2 separate regions of the Mus musculus genome follow, and region 2 is linked to region 1. A link is a contact called in public Hi-C data. All regions are on one chromosome and are shown on one strand. The core of a region is the stretch at or near the end of the contact, and the rest is flanking DNA. Distances in the headings are between cores, read along the strand shown. Region 1 overlaps Heg1 (heart development protein with EGF-like domains 1). Region 2 overlaps Itgb5 (integrin beta 5).

What was found. Hi-C and Micro-C count contacts between places; a contact is called where the count stands out from the background.
Region 2: a contact with region 1 is called in a Hi-C map of uterus, with 2.2 times the contacts expected there. The contact joins two enhancer-like sites. A contact is called at or near these places in 4 of 15 datasets of contacts at CTCF or cohesin (the G1E-ER4 cell line, large pre-B cells, pro-B cells and 1 more), 108 of 484 Hi-C or Micro-C datasets (the 3T3-L1 cell line, the 63-12 cell line, B cells and 57 more), 12 of 115 datasets of contacts at active chromatin or transcription factors (the HPC-7 cell line, acute myeloid leukemia, bone marrow-derived dendritic cells and 6 more) and 4 of 9 other capture datasets (adipose tissue, embryonic stem cells, liver and 1 more).

Annotation. Positions count from the first base shown.
Region 1 is chr16:33,737,581-33,741,408 of GRCm38.p6, reverse strand. Heg1 (heart development protein with EGF-like domains 1) reads right to left here. Exons shown (of 15, transcript NM_175256.5): 8 at 3,126-3,184; 9 at 2,686-2,846. Among named protein-coding and RNA genes, the nearest start is that of Muc13, 55 kb to the left of the region's middle. Within about 2 kb of position 1,973, at least 81 of the 459 cell types and tissues checked have an H3K27ac peak or open chromatin away from gene starts, as enhancers often do. A contact at or near this core is called in the C2C12 cell line, cerebellar granule neurons, cerebral cortex and 4 more, where this site is marked.
Region 2 is chr16:33,939,661-33,943,356 of GRCm38.p6, reverse strand. It overlaps Itgb5 (integrin beta 5), which reads right to left. Exons shown (of 15, transcript NM_001145884.1): 11 at 2,645-2,867. Among named protein-coding and RNA genes, the nearest start is that of Umps, 26 kb to the left of the region's middle. Within about 2 kb of position 1,401, at least 92 of the 459 cell types and tissues checked have an H3K27ac peak or open chromatin away from gene starts, as enhancers often do. A contact at or near this core is called in the C2C12 cell line, cerebellar granule neurons, cerebral cortex and 4 more, where this site is marked.

The DNA.
Region 1 (3,828 bases), core at 724-3,223:
ACAGAACTATGAAACCAACATGACAGCGGCTAATAACTTATCCTCACATGGCAGATGTGTGCTTCTGCTGTTGGGGGGTCAAAAGCAAGTTGAACCCAGGAGGAGAGTGGCAGGGGGATGGGAAGAGTCTGAGCATTGTACAATGAAAATTGGGTGCTAATTTTGTAGGCATTGTCAAAGAAAAGGCCCCAGGCTCTTCAGAAGGTGCCTGTTAATTCTGCAAAATTAACCCTTGCCTGGGCAAATTCTGGTGATGGGAGCTGACACCAGGGCTTGATGGGCCCCGTGTGGAATTCCCAGCATCCATCCCTCTTGAGGGTCCCGAGAACTGAGACTGACTGTCTAGCCGGGTGAATTAGGGCACAGCTTCATTTCCCAGTGCTGAATTGAATTTCCTGCCTTTATCAGTGGAAGCTGACATGTTAAATCTGGGCTCCTTTGTTTATTGTTTTTAAAAAAAAGTTTGTATTTAAGGGGAAATGTTTAAACGGAAAAATCTCACCAGGCAAACTTTGCAAAGCTGGCACCAGGGAGGAACTCAGCTTCCGGCACCTCACATCTGACTTCTCTGAAGGCTTTGCCAGTCAATGAGACTTAGCAGAGAAAAACACCTCCAAGTATAAGGAGTATCCAGGCCATCCTAGGCTGGGAAATCCCACTCTGATTGGGTATTTTCTGGAAGTCAATGTTAAGTTCTCCTTCCATCCTGCCCACTGATCTAGGCTGCTAACGAATATTCATTGCCAAAAGCAACCAGTTCCTGCCTGCTGCCAGATTTCTGCTTGAACAGGGAGGGCAGGCCCCGCCCCTCCAATGAGGAGTGGCTTTCTCAATGAACGTGTCTCATAAAGCCACCCAAAAGGACCATGCAGAATCTCACTTAAATCGATCCTTGGTGATGTGAGTCTTCTGCATTCACCGTTCCCATGGTCTTTCCTGGGCATAACATCCGTCAAGATAGACAATGAGTACTCAGTAAGCCAAGGCTGAGGCCATGAGGGGGGATTTCCAAAGTCTCTAAATCCCAGGAGACCATGAGGACTAAAGGGCTTTGAAAGGAGGGAGATGGACATTCTCTGAACTGAGGGGACAAAGCCCTTCTCGCCAGCGGCAATGTCCAGAGCATCCTAGTGCTGCCCGGATGCTAGAAACCCAAAGGTGTGCAGCACCTGCTGGTCTAGCCTCCTCTCTAGCTCCAGAAAAATTACCAAGAGCCAGAGCTGGATCCTTTGGCAAAACCTAGAGAAGATCTGGAGGAAAAACAGATGTGAGTCCAATTTTGGCTACTAGGCATGGCTGTCTTTATGCTCAAGGGACTGGAAGGGAACACAGTGAGGATGGCCTCCTCATGGGGACAAGAGTCTTTCTATAGGCCACATGGGGGCAGTCCAAGCAAAGCAGCTGGGTGAGCGAGCACTCCTGCTAGGGCAGGCTCTTGCGCATCCACACAATCTTGCCAACTTGATCTGCAAAGCACAGATGCACAAGCTGGCAACAGAAAAGTACCTTGGTCCAATGCTGACCACGCCAAATGCAGTCTAGAAATGGTTAGCAAACTGAAGGGTGCCTACCTCACTGGGAGGAAAAATAGTACCCTGGAGCCCTGGGCATGAGAAACAAAACCATACAACCAGAGAGCCTCAAAGTATCCAGCACCCTAGAACAGGGCATGAACTTTGAACAAAAACACTCCAACTCTGTTATGTTCAGCTCATTTCCCCCCAGTTACTAAGTAGCCAGCCCCCCAGAGCCTATCTCAGGGTGAAAGCATCAGCTCCCAAGCTCTGCAGTGCAACTGTTCACTCGAGGAAAGCTCTGGACCAGCAGTTACAACATCCTGACCCACTGGGAATGGCCTAGACTAACCAGCGGATATGGCACCAAAACCTGATACCTTCAATTTATGTCTAACATCTGGATGCCAGATGGGGGAGACTTAGCCTAAGCTCTCCTTCCTTTGCCAGACCTCAACCACTGGTCCAATGAGCTAACCAGAGTACACTTTGATCACCAAGAGGGACTAGCCCACTGTGTCTAGGGGCGGTTCTCATTCCAGCAAAGTGTTCTTCTCCCAGCTATAAAACTATCCCTGAAAGACGCAAGTCTGTCTTCCAGACTTGTCCTGAGTCACCTTTCTCATTGGCCTTACCCCAACACAGGGCAAGAGCCTCCGACCAAACAAGAACAAAGGAAGGGAGAGTCCTGTCATTACGGCACTCCTGGGAGCATCCTGCCATGCTCCCTCTTAGTCATTCTATGGTTTTATGATAGAAAACAAACAAAAGATAGGTAATACTGCATGAGCATAGCTCTTTGTTTTTTCTTAGTCATCACCATATAAAGATTGTTGGATCATTGGCAACTTGACAGACTCTATATGTCACTTTCTGTCTCCCCAGGAAGCGGGAGTAACAGCTTTTGGTTCCTTCAGCTCCTGTAATATCTTCCTCTCACCCTGGCACTGTATAGAAGAAAAGAAGGAGCCAGATACCAAGGAGCTGATGCTGTAAAAGGCCATGTGTAGACAGATGTGTGCACTGAGTGTCATGAAGGCTTGTGCTTATAACTTCTAAAGACAAGCTCTGTGAAGGAGCTTTTCTGGGCCTGAGTCCCCAAACCTCCCATCTCTAAGTCTATGCCTACCTGCAAGAGCAGGTTTCCCCCCCTAGAGGACTCCCATCTTACCTCGAAAGACCCGCCTCTGAGACCCCAAGAGCTGGCAGACTTCAGCAGAGGACCTGCAGGAGTTGACATATTTCTGGATCCTGTCTGCCAGGTCAAACAGTGTCACATTGGAGGCCAGGGCAAAGGTGGTTTTCAGTGAGATGAAAACTGTACTGGGCTCCCTGTGGGCAAAGTTAGCAAGGCCTTAACTGACTTGAAATGACATGTGGGTTCCAGGTAGCTTGCAAAGTACATGTTACTGCCATTCTCCACAGAAAAAATAGGAGAGTATAAAGGCCCAGAGACCGTGGTCTTGGGTTACCCGGTGTATTGGCTGTAAAACAGAGACTGGCTTTATTTTGATCACTCATTTGGGAACAGTACCACTTCACACACACACACACACACCCCCCCCCAATTCCACAGATCAGATCATAAGCAAAAGAAATTCTGTTTCTCACCTAGACACATGGGCTGTAGTTCGGATATAACCGGGCAATGTTGAAAAACACACGTTTAGCTGAAATGAAGAACCCGGTTGTCAGACAAAATCCTTGAGCCAAGAAACAATTTCCTATTTTCAGGATAAAATAGGTAGTTTCTATCGCCACCAAGGTATCAGCAGGCAGTTTGACTCAAAGCAGTGCGGCCTTTGTATCCCCGCCCCCCTCCTAAATATCTTTCTGTTGTTCCCCAGGGCAGATAGTGGATTAGTAGGGAAATCTCAGCAGGAAATGTTCAGAGCAGCATCCTCGAAAACAAAACATCTTCAAAGGAGAAGATCCCTTCTAAGACCCAGGGTTTCAAAAACAAAAACCCAGGCAGCTGTTTATTTGGACTCTGCATAGTGAACAAGTTAGCTGACAAAGCTCAGCTCCTCTTAGCTCCCCAGGTCTGACTACAGGCTCCTCAGAATCTACAATGATGAGTTGACCTGCCGCAAAGGTCCTTCCTCAAAAAGACTCTGTGGGAAATTACATGATGGGGGTGGGGTGGGGGGGTCAAGAGGTCTTTTGTTGGGAACACATTAGAGCTCTGTGCCTCCTGTTTGCCTTGTGCCCACGGAAAGCAGAAAGCCTCTGAGCAACACAACATGTTGTGTCCGCCTCCCTGACAGCGAAGCTCGAGATTCCCTTTAATGGAGCAGAGGACCTCAGCATCTCA
Region 2 (3,696 bases), core at 152-2,651, 200 kb before region 1:
AGGCCAGCCTGGTCTACAGAGTGAGTTCCAGGACAGCCAGGACTACACAGAGAAACCCTGTCTCACCCCCTCCCCCCAAAAAAATCTGTAAGAGAGAAAAGGTCCCTGCCTCCTTGGGAAGACCAGGGTTGTGCCGTGGGACAAGCAAACTTCAGGGCAGAGTTAGTAGTGTCAAGCAACACAGGGGACTCTGGGAAAGTGGCACTCAGAGGTCTAAAGACATGAGAGGGGGTTAAGCAGGGAAGGTACCCTAACACTAAAGTGATGGGTATCCCCACAAAACCGATGGGGGATCAAAACAGGAGCTGGGCACCTTGACCTCGGGGCAGGAGGGAGCGCCATCACAGTAGAGCTACTTTCCAGAGGAAAGGCCTAGGAGAAGCAGATCAGGGCCCCTCCTGGAGTCTTGCCTCCCAGACATGCTCTGAACCACCTTCTGGACACCAACAAGGACTGGACAGTGGGTAGATCATGAAGAGAGAGGGCCACGACTTTCTCAAGAGGACACTGATATGCTTAGGAGTCTAGCTGTTCCAGAGCTGGTGGCAAATCCTCCTCTCCTGGGCTGATCTTACGCAGATACTCCATAGAGTTGCAGCTAGGCAGTACGGCTCATAACTATCTCCCATCTTGTATGGTCCCTTCTCCCCCCGCCCCTCCCCTCAGGGTAGGCAGGCTTGGCCAGCGGCCAGGAAGGGGTGGTCCCATCTCTGGTCATTCATGCTTGCTGGACCTTCCGATTGACACAGGATGCCTGCTTCCGGCTGGCTGGAATCCACAGCTTCCCTCAGACACGCTGCTGCATCACAACTCCAGGTCACCTCTAGGACACCCTCCACCAACCCACATGGATACAGCAGCCTAGAGCTGAGCCCCCTGTGCTGGGGGAAAGCTGAGAACGCACTGTAGTTACATAGGCAAGCACGTCTGACCCTTTACACAAAAAGCCGCTCCGCTCGCTCACAGAGATTTTTGTTCAAGGCATGTTAACTAAAATCAGCTGGAGCCGGGTGTGACCTCACCGAAGTGAAGGGTGTGTTTGGTTAGTTCTAGAACTTGAGGGATGAACGACCAAAGAAAGTGGTCAAAACCTCTCAGAAAACAGTAGGAAAATGGCCTAAGATTCCATGGTCAAAAGAACTTAGGAAAAAAGGGGAGGGAGGGAGGAAGGTAGGTAAAGAGAAAGAGAAGGAAGAGGAAAAAGAAACAAGTTTACATTAGACCATGAGAGAGAGGTCAGTGTGGTCCAGGGATAGATGAGAAGGGCCAGTCCCTATCTCTGGGCCTTCCTAACGCTTGCCTTTCCCTGAGGCCTTTTAACTGCCCAAGACAACCCCACAGGAAGGTAGGGGAGGCTTCCTCTCTTACTGACTCCAGTGTGCTCCCCTAGCTCCGCTCACTCGCATGAGCCTCATGTGCCCTGAGCAGCAGAAGGGAGCAACACTGGCTGGAAGCCTTGGGGGCTGGAGACCCTTGGGGGTGGGGAAGACCCTTGGCCACAACCTGCTGACTAGGGCTGTGATTCCAGTCACACAGGCATGGTGCCTGGCCACTCCCTGCCTATCTTGTCTCTCGATCTGAAGGTAGGTTCTGCTGCCCGAGCCCAGGGTTTTCTGTGGCACATGGCCAGGGAGGGTCAGGCCATTCAGAGTGCTCAAAAGCACAGCTGACCAGCCACAACTGCAGGCTCTGCGCGCATCGGCTCACTTCATTATCAGCCTGGCCAGACATTTGCAGGGGGAAATCTGCCAAAAGAAAATCACACACTTGTGCTCCTCCGCCAAGGAGTAACACTGCCTGTATGGCCACTTGTTTCTGCTTGGTGCCTGACTTCCCCCGCTGCCTGCCTGGCTCCTCAGCTCCAATGATGACACAGCTGTTATCCAGCAAGTTCTGACAGCCAACAGCAGGCATGCCTGTGCTCCAGGCATCACTGTGGCTTGACTCTTACAACTGACCTTTGTTGCACTCCAAAGCGGAGGACAGTCATCAGGCTGTGTGACCCGGCCCAGCGCTGAGCCAAAGTGTCTGTAGCCCAGACAACCTCTACATCCGTCCCGCTCTATTATCAGTATAAATAGAGCAGAAAAATCCAAAGCCCCCACGCTCGCTAGAGGCATCCCTATCTAGGTCGGCTCCTTTCCATCCTATTTGCCTTTTGATTACAGTCTGTTTAATGCCGCAGTTCCCACAGGCCTGATCTATGAAGCATTGTTTGGGAGATGCTCTGTGGAGGACCGTAGTCACTCGGAGAAGGATGCACACCACATTCCCCCCCCCCCCTTTTTTTTGAGCAAGCTATAGCATGTTCAAGGCTCTGAAGGTGCTGTTTCATCTGGACCCAGCACCAGGTCTGTCTCATTCCCTGCTGTCACTCCAAAATCTCTAAACTTGCTCAGACTGGATCAGTGATGTCCCTTTTTGGTGGACTATTTTAACTTTGCCGATCCTCTCTTCCTCCCCACAACCACCAAATGACAACATTTCATAGCTAGTGCTTTGGCGAATGTTAGTACAAGTTCTGTTCGGCAGTCAGGCTGTATATAACTGGGAGAGGCTAGGCAGCAAGCACAAGAGGCTGTCTAGGGAGGGCTGCCTGATGAAAGACAGACCTGGGCTTGAGGGTGGAAGAGCAGGCCCTTACCTCTTAGAGCTGCAAGCATCCGGGCAGGTTGGGCACTTCTCACACGTCTCCCCAAAGGCTCCAGGCTCTGTGCACTGGCACTGCCCACAGACACAACGGCCTCGGTCACTGCAGATCTGCCCATCCTTGGCCCTGCATGTGCTGACGTCTGTTGAGCAGTTACAATTGTCCCCAATGTAACCTGCGTGGCATTTGCATTCTCCACAGTGACACTCTCCATGGCCTGAAAGGACACAAACATGCATCAGTCAGGACCTGATGGTCTTTCAATATGATAGACACATCCTCCCCCTACCCCCCCCCCAGTGCCTGCCATGTGCCAGGGAGAGGAATCCTACAGAGACTGAGACATAGCAAGGGCCTGATGAGACCACAGGATAATCCACGTGACCTGGCAGGGTATAGACTGTTGCTATTAAATGGTCCAGTCCCTGGCCAAGCCGTGGCACAAAACCAGAAAAGCTTCCTGATTCAATAGATGTGTGAAAATAGTCTCCCAATATGTCCACACCAGAAACTGAATATCGGGAGGCAAAGCTACCAATGAGATTAGGCAGAGCAGCCTCTTCTGGACGGTCCGATTGGGCCCCAAATCTACCTACAAGGTTCATACAACAGAACCCCCAGGGGCTTGGGGATGACTACAGAAGGAGGCTAGGGGACATCAGAAGCAAGACACTCTGCAGCTGGCTTGCAAGCTAACCAAGAAATGCAAGGAAACTTTGCTCTAAGGGAGCAACTGGGGAGACCTAGCACCTCCAGGGATGTGAGGGAGTACAACTCGTAGGCACCCTGACTTCAGCCAGAGGAAACAAACTTGGACTTTCTGACCTCCCGACAGCTTGAATGCATAAAACATATGGTGATTTGTTACAGGCCCAAGCAAAACCGAGCCAGCCGGCCACACTTCCTGAGTCCTAGCAAGATGTTGACTTCCAGCTCTGACCCTGAGGCCCCGCATTTGGGGGTGGGTTGGGGGTAGCGAGGGAAGGCTTTGGAGCCTCAGCCCTCACGGGTACTCAAGTGTTCTCACTTGTATTCACACCTGGCAC